Linked DNA regions of Mus musculus: region 1 is linked to region 2. The links are chromatin contacts, called in public promoter capture Hi-C maps. All regions are on one chromosome and are shown on one strand. The core of a region is the stretch at or near the end of the contact, and the rest is flanking DNA. Distances in the headings are between cores, read along the strand shown.

What was found. Promoter capture Hi-C pulls out the DNA fragments that hold promoters and counts their contacts.
Region 1: a promoter capture Hi-C map of liver shows a contact between it and region 2, with 2.3 times the contacts expected there. The contact joins the enhancer-like site here to the promoter of Zc3h12d in region 2. A contact is called at or near these places in 5 of 39 promoter capture datasets (hippocampal neurons, liver, pre-B cells and 1 more) and 1 of 115 datasets of contacts at active chromatin or transcription factors (large pre-B cells).

The regions. Positions count from the first base shown.
Region 1 is chr10:8,801,738-8,807,737 of GRCm38.p6, forward strand. All of the region lies in intron 4 of Sash1 (SAM and SH3 domain containing 1), which reads right to left. Among named protein-coding and RNA genes, the nearest start is that of Gm25410, 19 kb to the right of the region's middle. Within about 2 kb of position 2,769, at least 70 of the 459 cell types and tissues checked have an H3K27ac peak or open chromatin away from gene starts, as enhancers often do. A contact at or near this core is called in liver and pre-B cells, where this site is marked.
Region 2 is chr10:7,830,495-7,836,698 of GRCm38.p6, forward strand. Zc3h12d (zinc finger CCCH type containing 12D) reads left to right here and starts at 1,976. Exons shown (of 6, transcript NM_172785.3): 1 at 1,976-2,068. It overlaps Mir5104 (microRNA 5104), which reads left to right and starts at 5,887; the gene lies at 5,887-5,980.

The DNA of each region.
Region 1 (6,000 bases), core at 1,519-4,018, 970 kb after region 2:
GACAGGTGATGACATATTTGTGAGAACATCTAAACACAATGGAAATGAGACCCTCGCCTTTCCTGGCTCGTCATATCTTATTTTGAAATTCCTCAGCATTATCTTAGTCACTCATGTGTGAAAGCCCACTGGGCAGTACACACACACCCCCTTATCTTATCCGCAGGCTGCTTTTACCTCGCCTTTGGATGGCTTCGTATCCCACCCGCTTCACAGTCCGTGGTTGTATCCAAGGCAAGCATAGCAGCACCTGCTAGAGAAGAACAGGATGCCAGGAAGCTCTGCCACGCTCGTCATGAGCATAGGACCCCCCTGCGCCAGATGACTGCCCCCCCCTAAATTCCACCTGTGTTTGAGAGACAGAGCCCTAACATGTGGCTGATGATAAGACTCTGGTTTGGGTAGCATTTCCTAAAACCCAGCTGGCTGCCTAGCACTCCACTGTAACACCCGGGTCTGTCTCCAGGGTTTCACAACTGCGGACTACTCCACCAGCCTGTGGGTTGTCCTTTCTACCACTTCAGCTGTTTCCCCAGGTGTGGATATGGGTGGAAGAATGGTGTCAAAGAGAGACAGACAGGATAGTACCAGCTGGGTTCTTTTCCATTCCTCCCCGCCCCCATCCTTATAACCCCCACATTTGAGTGGGATGAGAATTTCAGTCAAGAACAGAATGCTGAACAACCCAGACACAAGTAACCCGGCCACTCCTAATAGTGCCCTGTCTGTCTGGTTTCATCTAGACAAGGCTGTGATTCCCAGCTCGGAGGTACTCCTTAAAGCACTAATGACAGAATGAGCCAGTGAGTTAAAGCATTAAGCTACAAGCACGGGTTAAAAGAGGCCCGGCGAGTTTCAGATTTTCAGGCTTCCCACCACTGAGTCAGGCTGCACTGAAGCCATGGGACATCCACTTCTCACCAATAATGGTCCTTCCCACACTGTGGGCCTCCTGGGCTACCTTCTGAAGGCCCACCAAGAGCCAGATGCGAATGCAGACGTTCTCCAAGCAGCCTTGCTGGTCCTGTCTTGGGCTTGGAATTCACTTCTTCTCTGTTCTGCTGAGAAACCCTGCAGGAGTTTTCAGCTCCCTCCTTAAGAACCTGACATGGAGTAGGCTGGCACAGCTCCACTGCATCAAATCTTCTAGAATTCTCTTCCCTTCATGGATTCCGGGGTGGGCCACCGCGGCATTTTCTGGGAGGTGCAGACAGCGGAGGTGGAGGGAGCCACTTTCTCTCTGCCCTTCAAGGTCAGCACAGGCATGAAGACCAGCCGTGGCTAGCAGGTGTCACTGCTGCTCCCTTGGGATTTGGGCAGCCTGGGACAGCAACTGGTCTGTGTCGCTCATAATCCTGTTGACTTACAGACTCGAGGCATGTTGACTTGGGGTGGGGGTGGGGAAAGATACCAAAAACTCCTGCGGTCCTCTTCGAGGATGGATTTAAACATTCCCTTGGGGATGCTGACAGACGCTGTGGACGCACACCCATCCTGGCTGGCTGCAGTCTGTCTTGTTTCTCCCACTTTACATGCATACATTACAAGCTATGCCATCTGACAGTGGAGGAACTGCCTCACCCAGACTATGGAACCAGCCCCTACTAACGCATGTGGTCAAATCCCAGAAGAGCATACAGTGTGGGCATGCTGCCTCACTGAGATCCTAAGTTATACAGCCTTAAATGCCCACCCTCCAAAGTCCTCCCCGGCTCCTCTTTCCCATGATGCTTTGCACGCTGCCTATCACTGTTTGTTTCTATCTTCCTACTTCCGGGATCTCGTAGGTTTGTGCATAAGCCTGAAATGGGGGCAGTGTTTATTAAATTAAGTCTTATTAGCTGCCTAGCCCATCGAGGGTCTTTCCAAAGGATATTACTCTTTTATTCTCCAAGAAGTAAGGAAGGCCTTGCTGCCTGCAGACAAATGGGCCTGGATAGGAGGTTTTGATCTTCCTCGGCCAAGTCTCATGGTCTTAGCAATCATATAACCTTTCTGTACCTTGGTCTCCTTAACTATAAGCCCATCCAAATTATAGATTAGTTAGCAGGATTAAAAAGATATACAAAGCTGGGCAGTGGTGGCACACGCCTTTAATCCCAGCACTTGGAAGGCAGAAGCAGGCAGATTTCTGAGTTTGAGGCCAGCCTGATCTACAGAGTGAGTTCCAGGACAGCCAGGGCTACACAGTGAAACACTGCCTCGAAAAACCAAAATAATTTAAAAAAAAAAAGTGAAAAGAGATATGCAGGATGGAGGTGGGGGGTGGAGAGATGGCTCAGCAGTTAAGAGCACTTTCTGCTCTTGCAGAGGACTTGGGGCTGGCTCCCGGCACACATACAGTGGCTCACAACCATCTGTGACTCCAATTCTAGGGGATCCTATGCTCTCTTCTGACCACCACAGGCACCAGGAAAGTGTGCTGTGTACTTACACACATATAAGTAAAACACTCATGCACATAAAACAAAAATAAATAAATCTAAAAAAGGAAAGAGAGGCACATGGATCGCTTGGTAAACTCCAGTCAAGTCCCCTCTTATTCTGCCTGTAGCCTGCATATAGATGTGAACTGTTTTCCCTTCCTTCAGCACTGGCCCAATATTCTCTTCACTTCTAGGGCAGGAGGACAGACAGCAGCCACATCTATGTGTTAAACATCCTTGGCTGCAGTGCCCATCCCCCTCCAATGGCAGCACACAGCCTGCCACCTCGCAGGAAGCAACCCGGGCACGTGGCCTCCAGCTGGGGTTAGGCCAGCTGGAGCTCACTGATCAGACAGAATGAAGAGCAACAAACAGCCTTCTCGGTCAGGAACAGCTGAGGCAGGGAACATTAGTACAGCTGCTGTCCATCCCCCAGTCCCTGCATTCAGGAATGTCGAGCCCCTCAAATATGCCACGCAATGGCGTGCACACATGTGGACACAGAGAAACGCACAAACACAGACTTCAGCACGCTGAGCACATTGGGCTCCAGCAAAGTGGCTGTGATTTCTTAGCTTCTCCTCCAACTTGTGAAATTGGAAAGGAAACAAAGTCAGGTGGAATAATGAAAGTTTAAGTGGCCACTGATTGGTTCTGTGTATGGCCCCATCCATGACAGATGCCCTAAGGACTTCTGCTGGGAGCAGCACAGCCCCCTAAGGTGAGGGGACAAGCTAGGTACTATGCTGGGTATGGGCCAGCCCTTGGGAAGACCTGTTACTGTGTCCAACTAATCTATTAGGAGCTCAAAGCTTAAAAATTTCAAACCCACTGTTTCTGATCATGAGGCTAGCAGAGCTGAAGTTCAGGTATAGATTCTGCTGGGCTCTAGAGCTCATACCAACCACGGAGGCAACCCCAACATCACTGAGGTCAGCAAATGGAAGGCACTTGAAGTAAAGGAGCCTCCAGAGGCTTCTCATCCCAGCAAGGTGGACGTGTACAAGGGAAAGCCCAGACTGGTGAGCTGTCCTGGATGAATCAGAGCGGGGCGAGCCTTCCCTCAAACTCCTGGACAGGACCTTGCCCTTATGCCCTTGGCCTTCACATACATGGTAATTAGCAAAACTATTAAGGCAAAAGAACACACAGCCCATATGCTAATACATGGCTTTGGTCCAACACACTTATCTCCGGAACCTAACCTATGCTGACTACAGTACGAGGACCGAATTATGATAGCCCAGGCCGTCCTGGTTCTCTATGGTACTGTGTCCACCTCCCAAGACAGAGAGACTGCAGAGAAGCCAGCCCATCTCAAACAGGCAGGATAACTAGTTAACTTGTTCAAGGGCACAACTCATGTGACTTCCTCAGACCCAGGCCTGGAGCATGCAGGCCTGTGCCTCATGGGAATACTGGTGGCCCATCCCACCCCACATCCCTGTCACAAACAGGATGTAGAGACAGGATGCATTAGTCTCAGCTCCAGAGGACACGGCTTGACCTGGATTTCCTAGCTATCTCAGGCCCTGATTTGTTCTTTTTAGTGAATACGTTCTACTTCCAAGGATGAAGAACCTCTCCACCTGTGAACTCCCACATCCAGGAAGGTAGTGCTGAACCCTGGTCTTGTTGCAGAAAGGTCTACATGACACCAGACAACTCACCCTGTTCACAGGCGGGGGAAGCCCCAACGCCCTCCTAGAGCCACGCCCACAACCATGCCTGTAGAGAAATACTATACTACAAAGGGAATAATTTCTTACAAGTTTCTAAAAGAGTTAGATGGTAAGTTACCAAGAACCAGACACAAGGGTCTATTATTAATAGACTTAATATAATAATTGCACTATCAATATAATAAATTCTCTTTCAAAAGTACATTTTCTTTCTGTTTATATGACACATTTACAAATATATATACACACACACACACACACACATATATATATATATATATATATTAACCAAGCTGATGAAGACAAGAACACATTTGTGCACACAGAGACCCACACACAAACGGTGACAGTAGCATTCTTCCCAGAAACCAAAGGTGAAAACGATACAAATGCCTATCAGCCAGTCATGGGTAAAGCGAAGGCCATATGGGCATGCGTAGGGGAATGCGTGCATGCATACAGTGCCGCAGAAGCTGCAAACTGTTGGAAAACAGTAGGGTAAGTGACAGGAAGCCAGCTACCGACTACTGTGGTGACGTCTTTGAAACTCTGAGCATACTAGACACAGCTGAACAGCATCCTTATTGCCTGTGTGCAGTGCCAGCCATCAAACCCAAGGCCACACAAGAGTGTTCTACATTCCCTAACTGTGTCCTTTTAATGGAAGGACTGCAAGGCATACGAATTACAGCTCAATAAAGGAATTACCAAAGATGACATAAAAGCACTTCTTCAACCAAATAGCTTCTTTCAGAAGCTAAAAGAATTGAACAAGTATGGGGTTTTACGTGATGTTATGCGGTGTTTCTGCTTGAAGATGAAGACAATGAGAGGAGGCCTGAAGGGTGCAGGATGGAATCAGGAGGAGACTGTCCAGAAACAGATGGGAGGATAGTGAAAGCTGGGAGTCTCTCCACTAAGTTGTTTTTAAGATGACCTTTAGTGTTCGTTATTGCAGGCAGAAAGCATGTCATTAAGCGAGTTTCAGTTTGGGGAGACACTGATACATGCTAGGAAATGCCAACTAAGAGGGGTCTTCTGCACAAGTCATGTCATGCCTGGGAACAATCCGTTGTCACATCCTATTTCAAAGAACCCAAGTCATGGAGTGAGCTTGACGCACGTATCAAATGGGCTCTAATTCGCAGCCCCAAGAAGATCCAGAGGAGGAAGCTTTAGCTTCCTGCCAGGCCGACTCCTGTGAGGTTCAAGAACATAATCACCAGCGCCATGGGCAAGGGCATGAACTTGAGCCATATTAGACACATAATAGCAAAAGATAAGACTACAGAGTACTTACTGTGCGTTAGATAGCTTACTAAGTGAGGTAATTACTATAATTACATCCCATTTAGTCAAGGAACTGGCCCCAGGATTGCAGAGCTGGTGCCCAAATCCAAACCCCAAGTCTGGAACCAGGCAGGTCATCCCTACCCGATGGCCAAAGGGACACCAAGACTGGACCGGCATGTCTGTGTCCAGCTCTGGAACCTTAGGCAAGCAAACTGCTCTCAAAAATGGTATCTCCTTCCAAGGAGCTCATGAACCATGGAGTGACAAGAGGCGATTAAATGACTAGTATAAGAATAACTGGCTGGTGTCAAGGATGAATCCAGAAAGACCCCGCAGAGCCCGAAAGCTCATAGTTGAATTGCCGAGGACAGATGGGTCTTACTCAGGTAATGACGAGAGGTTTAAATTATATGTTTCAACATGTCATTCCTGGCTAGTGGGGTTGTGTTGGCAGGTTATGGAACCTCTGAGACAGAACTCATGGTGAGGGATAGACTTTTAGGCTTCGGTCTGACCCCCTATTCCCAGCGGGAGCCCTCTGGTTCCTGTTCAGCTACCAGGATGTGGCTGGCTGCCTCATATTTGTGCTGCCAGGGCTA
Region 2 (6,204 bases), core at 726-3,225:
GTTTGTGGGGCTGGAGACGGAGTCCCGGGACTCTTCATATGTAAGCGGCTGCTCTTTCCTCTCCTCTTGTAGGCAGAGCTCAGTTTGGAGCGAATAACACCATAACTGTTTCTCCTTCCAGTGGGTAACACGTCGCCCAAACAGGTGAGACTTCTTTCCTAGCCCCACAGTCACGGCAGCTGAAGCACCCCACTGTGCATGAACCCAGCCCAGCTTTCTCTAGATCAGATACTGTAAAGGTACCATATGGTAGGTAGTTCTTTTGACAAAGACAACTGACAACTGAGTGTGGAGTTTTCCAGCCAAAATGGTGTCTCCTCTTTTGGCCATCACTAAACACATTCTAGTCTGACAATTAAAAAAAATTTTTTTTGAGACAGGGTTTAACTGTGTAGCCTTGGCTATCCTAGAACTCAATCTGTAGACCAGGCTGCCCTTGAACTCAGAGATCTGCCTGCTTCTGCCTTCCGAGTGCTAGGACAAAAGATGTGTGCCACCACTGCCCAGCTGACACCATCATTTTTGTTCATATGTGTGCATCTGTGTGTGTGAATGCATGTGCATATATGGAGGAGGAGGCTCCCGAGGCACTGTCTACTCATAATTTTAGGATTTCGTGTGTGTGTGTGTGTGTATGTGCACTCTGCCACAGTGTGTGTCAAGGTCAAGGGACAGCTTGCAGGAATGGGTTCTCTTCTTCCACATGTAGGTCCTAGGTATCACAGGTTATCAGCCTCGGCCATGGGTGCCTCTACCTGCTAAGGCATCTCAATGGCCTATAAATCAAGATTTTTATATCCCATATCCCCGGTCCATCTTAATAATCTTCCCAGAGCTTCTGAGACCTGTTGTCTTAGACCTAAGCTCTCAAGGCTAGGTGTGGTAGTTCACACCTTTAATCTCAGCACTGGGAGGCCGAGGTAGGAGGACTGAGTTCAAGGCTAGCCTAGGTATAGCATGCTCAAGGATGGCCTAGAATACATACAAAGACGGTGTTTCAAAAAACATAAATGACCCAGTGGGTAAGAGTGTTTGCTGTGCAAGCAGTAAAGAGAGCCGCCGAGCCCTTTTTCCTCCTGATTAGAAATCAGGAGGACCTGATTTCTAATCTCCATCACCCAGGAGAAAGCCAGGGCATTCTTGCTTCCTCAGACCCAAGTCCCGGGTTCAAAACTCAGCTTAACTCCTTAGCTATATCCTTGAAGAAGTCTTTGTTAGGGGTGTTATCTGGTGGGAGGTGGGCTGCTATACCTTTTTTTTTTTTTTTTTTTTTTTTTTTTGCATTGCTATGAAAGACCCCAAATTCAGGAAACAGAATTCTGAGTCTGCTCTCTGTACTTGCTCTATGTATAGCGGCTGAATGGTGCATTGTGTAGGCCTGGGATCAGATGTGAGCTCCTCAGTTAGAGAAAGCTGTCACTCACTCCATGTAGGACTGCAGTAAAGAGAGCCGCTGAGCCCTTTTTCCACAGGGGGTCATTACTTCTTGAGACTCCTGGCTTTGTGGGTGACGGGCAGAATCCTCTCAGCCCAAGTTCCATGAACAACTTGAGGCGGTCTTTGCCCTTCCCGCTTCCCTTTGACAGTCTATGGTCTTCTTCAGCTGAGCATCGACTTCCCCTAGAGCATCTTCAAGCAGATGGGCTTCCCAGCCACCAGGAGTGGGAACTTAGCAGCTCTTCTCACCCTCCGATTCCATTCGCGGTGCTTTTGCCCTCTTGGACTCCTGGCTGTCCCGGGAGGAGGCGCGTTTGTTTTGCACGGTTGCTGTACTTTGCTTTGACTGGGGCGGAGGCGTGAACTTCCTACCTCTCACTGCCTTCTTCCTTTTCTCTTTAACACAAAGTGTAAGTACCTTTTGCAGCTGAACGTGCCTTGCGCAGGAAGTGGAGCGCAGGCTTGGATCAGCTTCTAGCAGGGGTGTGGCCTGGGCGCTGGCCCTCCTCTGACTCCAGCAACTCCTGAGGGACTGAGCAGAGCACTCCCTAGCTGAAAAGAGAGGGGCACTGGGAAGGCTCAGGCAGCTGGGCCAAGTCTGCTGTGAGAGCCCGAGGGACACACCCTGCTGGTGAGTGCTTGTGCCCTGCTATCAATTAACGTGGCAGGCACAGTACAGACTTCAGTCAAGGGCATGGGAGAAGGGCATGTTAGAGACAGGTGTGTGAGCCAGGACTGCCCTCAACACCCTGGCTTCTCACACCTGAGACGTTCTGTTAGGTGTTCAAATTACGGAAATACGGTAAGCATCATTAACTGCCTTTAGATGCAGGGTCTGCTCAGTTTTATCAAGGATCATTCTGTGTGACGGGGGAGGACGGGGGTTAATCCAGCCAATTGAAGTAAACCTCCCATCTGCGGGCTTCGTAGCAACGTTGAATGCTGTGGCGTTCAGGAGTGGACATTGCTTTATTCTTTCCAGGCTCACTAAAGTGTCTACCAGTCTAGACAGTGGCTCGGCGGGGTCTACTTTCCTGGCTGGAGAGAGATCAGGAGTTTTGGCAGCAGCCTCAAGACTGATGAAGAGATTGATTGGTCTTAGCCTGATATGGCTAATTCTTTGCAGAACTAGAAACCCAAGCTTTGTCACCCAAGATTAGGGAGTTTTCTCCCAGGCCTGATGATGCTAATATGGACCTGGCCTAAGGATAGGTCTATGGCCCATGGCTCTAAATGCTTCAAGCATGCCTGTAAGTTACCTATAGCAGCAGAGAAGGATGGGGGTGGCAGGGAGTAAGTCTGAGGAGAAAACAAAAGTCCAGGCCAGAACATGTTCATAACAGTTTGAGTGACAGTAGCCAAGAGACAGAAGCAGCCAAAGTAGCCCCTGTGAGTGAACACACACACATATGGATTATGATTCATAATCCACATGGGTTGTGATTCTGCCTCAAACAAAAGGGAAATTTGGACACAACACGGTAGGAGCTTGAGGTTGTTGAGCTAAGTAGAATGAATAGTGTCAGAGGATACATGTTGTGCGATCCCACTCCTGTGGGCCAGATTCCTGGACACAGCAGAAAGATGGCTACTAGCTAGGGCAGGGCAGGGCTTGGGGGCTCAGGAGGATGGATTTCAAGGGATGGAGAGTTCTGGAGATGGGTGAGCAAAGTGTAGACTACTCACCCATACAGGTGAGCTTAGAGATGGTTAAAATGGGGCCTTGTGCAAGCCAGGCAAGCACCCTGCTACTAAGATACAGGCCTAGCCCTCTGCAATAAGTTTTTAAATTACAAATTCTCTTTTAAAAAGGCAGAAGTGAGCAGGCTTAAAAAAAAAAAATCAGCCCTGTGGGATGAAATCTTAGAGTCTCTGTGACTTCCTCAAACTCTGACAAAACCAAACCAAAACAAATCTGACTGGTAGCTAGCCCCACTTGGGACTGGAAGTCTGTGCTGACCACCAAACTTCGTGGCGTTGTTGAGAAGCTAAGACCAGGCTGACCGTCTCCTCACTGCTGTGATTGACTTCAAGTGGCCTGTGGACCAGGACTGGGTGCCTAATGAGTAGTCTGGGGGCTTAGTGCTGTGGGTTTGCACTACAGGTGGCCACTGGAGGGGGCTCTCTGGTCTGGATGACAAATATCACTATCTAGTAGCACCCTGGCCAAGTCACCAAAGGCTCTTTCCCTCGGTTTCCTCACATAAACCTCGGTGCGAGGAGCAGGCTCGCACTTTCCCCTTCAAAAGGAGGCTAAGTTTTCCACAGTGTAGGAGGCAGCCCCTCATGATAGGCAGTGCTGTGCACAGGGGGCTGCTGTTTCTCCACCTTTATCCTTCACTTTTTCTCCTGTTTCAGTCTCTCCTCAATTTCTCCAGAGGCTCTTCCAGGCAAAGAGGGCAGGCTTTCAGCTTGGGGAGTCGTCAAACCTGGGTTTGCTGCTTTTAGAAGGGACACGGGACAGTTGTGTCTGCCATCAAGGGACACGGGACAGTTGTGTCTGCCATCAGTCCTAAAGAAGAGAGGGTTGGGATGCTGACCCTTCTGAGGTCTCATGATGAAATCTGTAAGATTTCGTCACTGATCTTCTGGGCTATCTGGGACTTCCAGTCAAGACTGAGGAAGAAAACTTAGACGAAGCTGTTCAGACTCTAAGATTTTTAAAAATAACAAGGTCACACTTAAGCAGCTGAGAACTAACAGCTCAAAGACGAGCTCGTCAAAGTGAAGAGGCTTGAGAGCAGGCCCCTACCCACTCCTGCTTCCTCCCTTATTTAGAAATCATGTGTCTTAAAAGGAACTAAAGTTACTGTTCGGGTCCCCAGGGAGAATTATTTTCTGAAGTAGGTGAATTCTCTGTTAGTTTTGTAACTAACAGCTGTCTAAAAACAGCTGTCTGGTGGCACACGTACCTTTTGAAAGTCTTCTCAGAAAAGGCTCTGTGGCAGATGACTGGCTGGCTCCATAGAAAGAAGCAGCCACAGGGAGGGCCATACGGCCACCTGCCTGCTCACCCCATCGGCACAAGTCTCTTCATTTTAGATGCTCTTGTCCCACCCAGCAGTAGTTACAAAATAAACAGAGGGCGCCTCGTGGAGATGCTCCTTTGAGGATGAAGGGAAGCCACTCAGCTGACAGTTTACGTTTTCCACTTCTACAACGGTTAATGCACTACCTTTGTACTGAGCACAAGACTCAACACAACAAGTTATTTCTGGAGCTTACCCGTGGCACCCTCTGCCGTTTGCTAGCTATGTGGCCTCAGCTTCCCCAGCCCTGAAAGGAGAATGTGCACATCTAGACTGTTTTCCCAACAAGAGAAACCGGAAGCTTAAGTAAGAGTTCATAAAAATGATACAGAAAGCAAGAGAAGCCACAATGGGAATGTGTGCGTTTCTTTCTTTTTGCTTGTTTTAGATTTCCGAGACAGGGTTTCTCTGTGTAGCCCTGGCTGTCCTGATACTCACTCTGTAGACCAGGCTGGCCTGGAACTCACACAGTGTTGGAATTAAAGGCATGAACCAGCACATCCATCTGGGAACATGAATGTTTCTATCTCTGCTGCTGTCTTTCTGTTCTTCCTTTATCTTGAAATAAGTGCAGGGGTGCAAAGCACTGAGGGGTAGAGTGTTCATGGAAGCTTCCAGAAAAGGTGACAGTAGGCTTAGCCTGTGAAGAGAGCAGATGTTCCAGGTAGGGGAGGAGCCCTGTGGCAGTGAGTGTCTGCCCACTTAAGTGTGAGATGAGGGTCCTTTTCCTACGTGAAGTTTGGTCTAAAATTGGACCCTAGTCCTAGGTCCTAAGAGAACTGCTCACTAGACATAGAGAGGCAAGGCTGGACTGGAGACACGCCGTTAAGGGAAGGGGAAGAGAGTAGGGCCGACTGTGAGGCCCTGGTTCTTGTGTGGGTGAGTTTTGACCTTTACTTCGTGCAGGATAGAGGACTGTGGACGTTTGGAGAAACTGAGTCTCTGAGTAGCGGTTTGGCATTAGTGATGTCGGGTGGCGTAGGACAGACTTCATGTTGAGATCCTAATGTCCTCTCCAAAGGCCTCACAGGAGTCTTCTCTGCCCTTTCCTGACACTATTCTTACATTTACTTATTGATTGTCGGTGGATAAGCTCCATAAGTCGATTCTCGCAGGGGATCAAACTCAGTTCATCGGACTTGGTGGAGAGTGCCTTTGCCTGATGAGCCTGGACTGTCCCTCCCTACCCTGCAAAAGGGAACAAGTTAGTCCTCATCTCTACCTTGAAAGCATATTTTTCATTTTCTTTCTATCACATATATATGATTTATTTGTGTATGAGTATTTTGTCTGCATGTATATATGTGCACCAAGTATGTGCCTGGTGCCCTTAGAGGTCAGAAGAAAGCATCAGATTTCCTGGAACTGCAGTTAGAGATGGTTGTGAACCACCATGTACCTGCTGGGAACAGAACTCAGAGCTCTTAAATGTTGAGGCATCTCTCTAGCTCCAGAGAGCACGGTTTTATAACCAATTGTTCTGTGCTAGTGAGGTGGCTCAGCAAGGAAGGGCACGTGCTGCTAAGCCCAACAACCTCGTTTTCATACCCAGGTACCACACTGGCCAAACGAGAGAAGAGGGTCTTACAAGATGTCCTCTGACTGCCACTGAGCACTCTAGCACACAGCACACAGCACACACACACACATAGATACATATACACACACAGACACACACCTAGACATATATACACATATATACCCAGAGAGAGACACACACACAGACATATACACACAT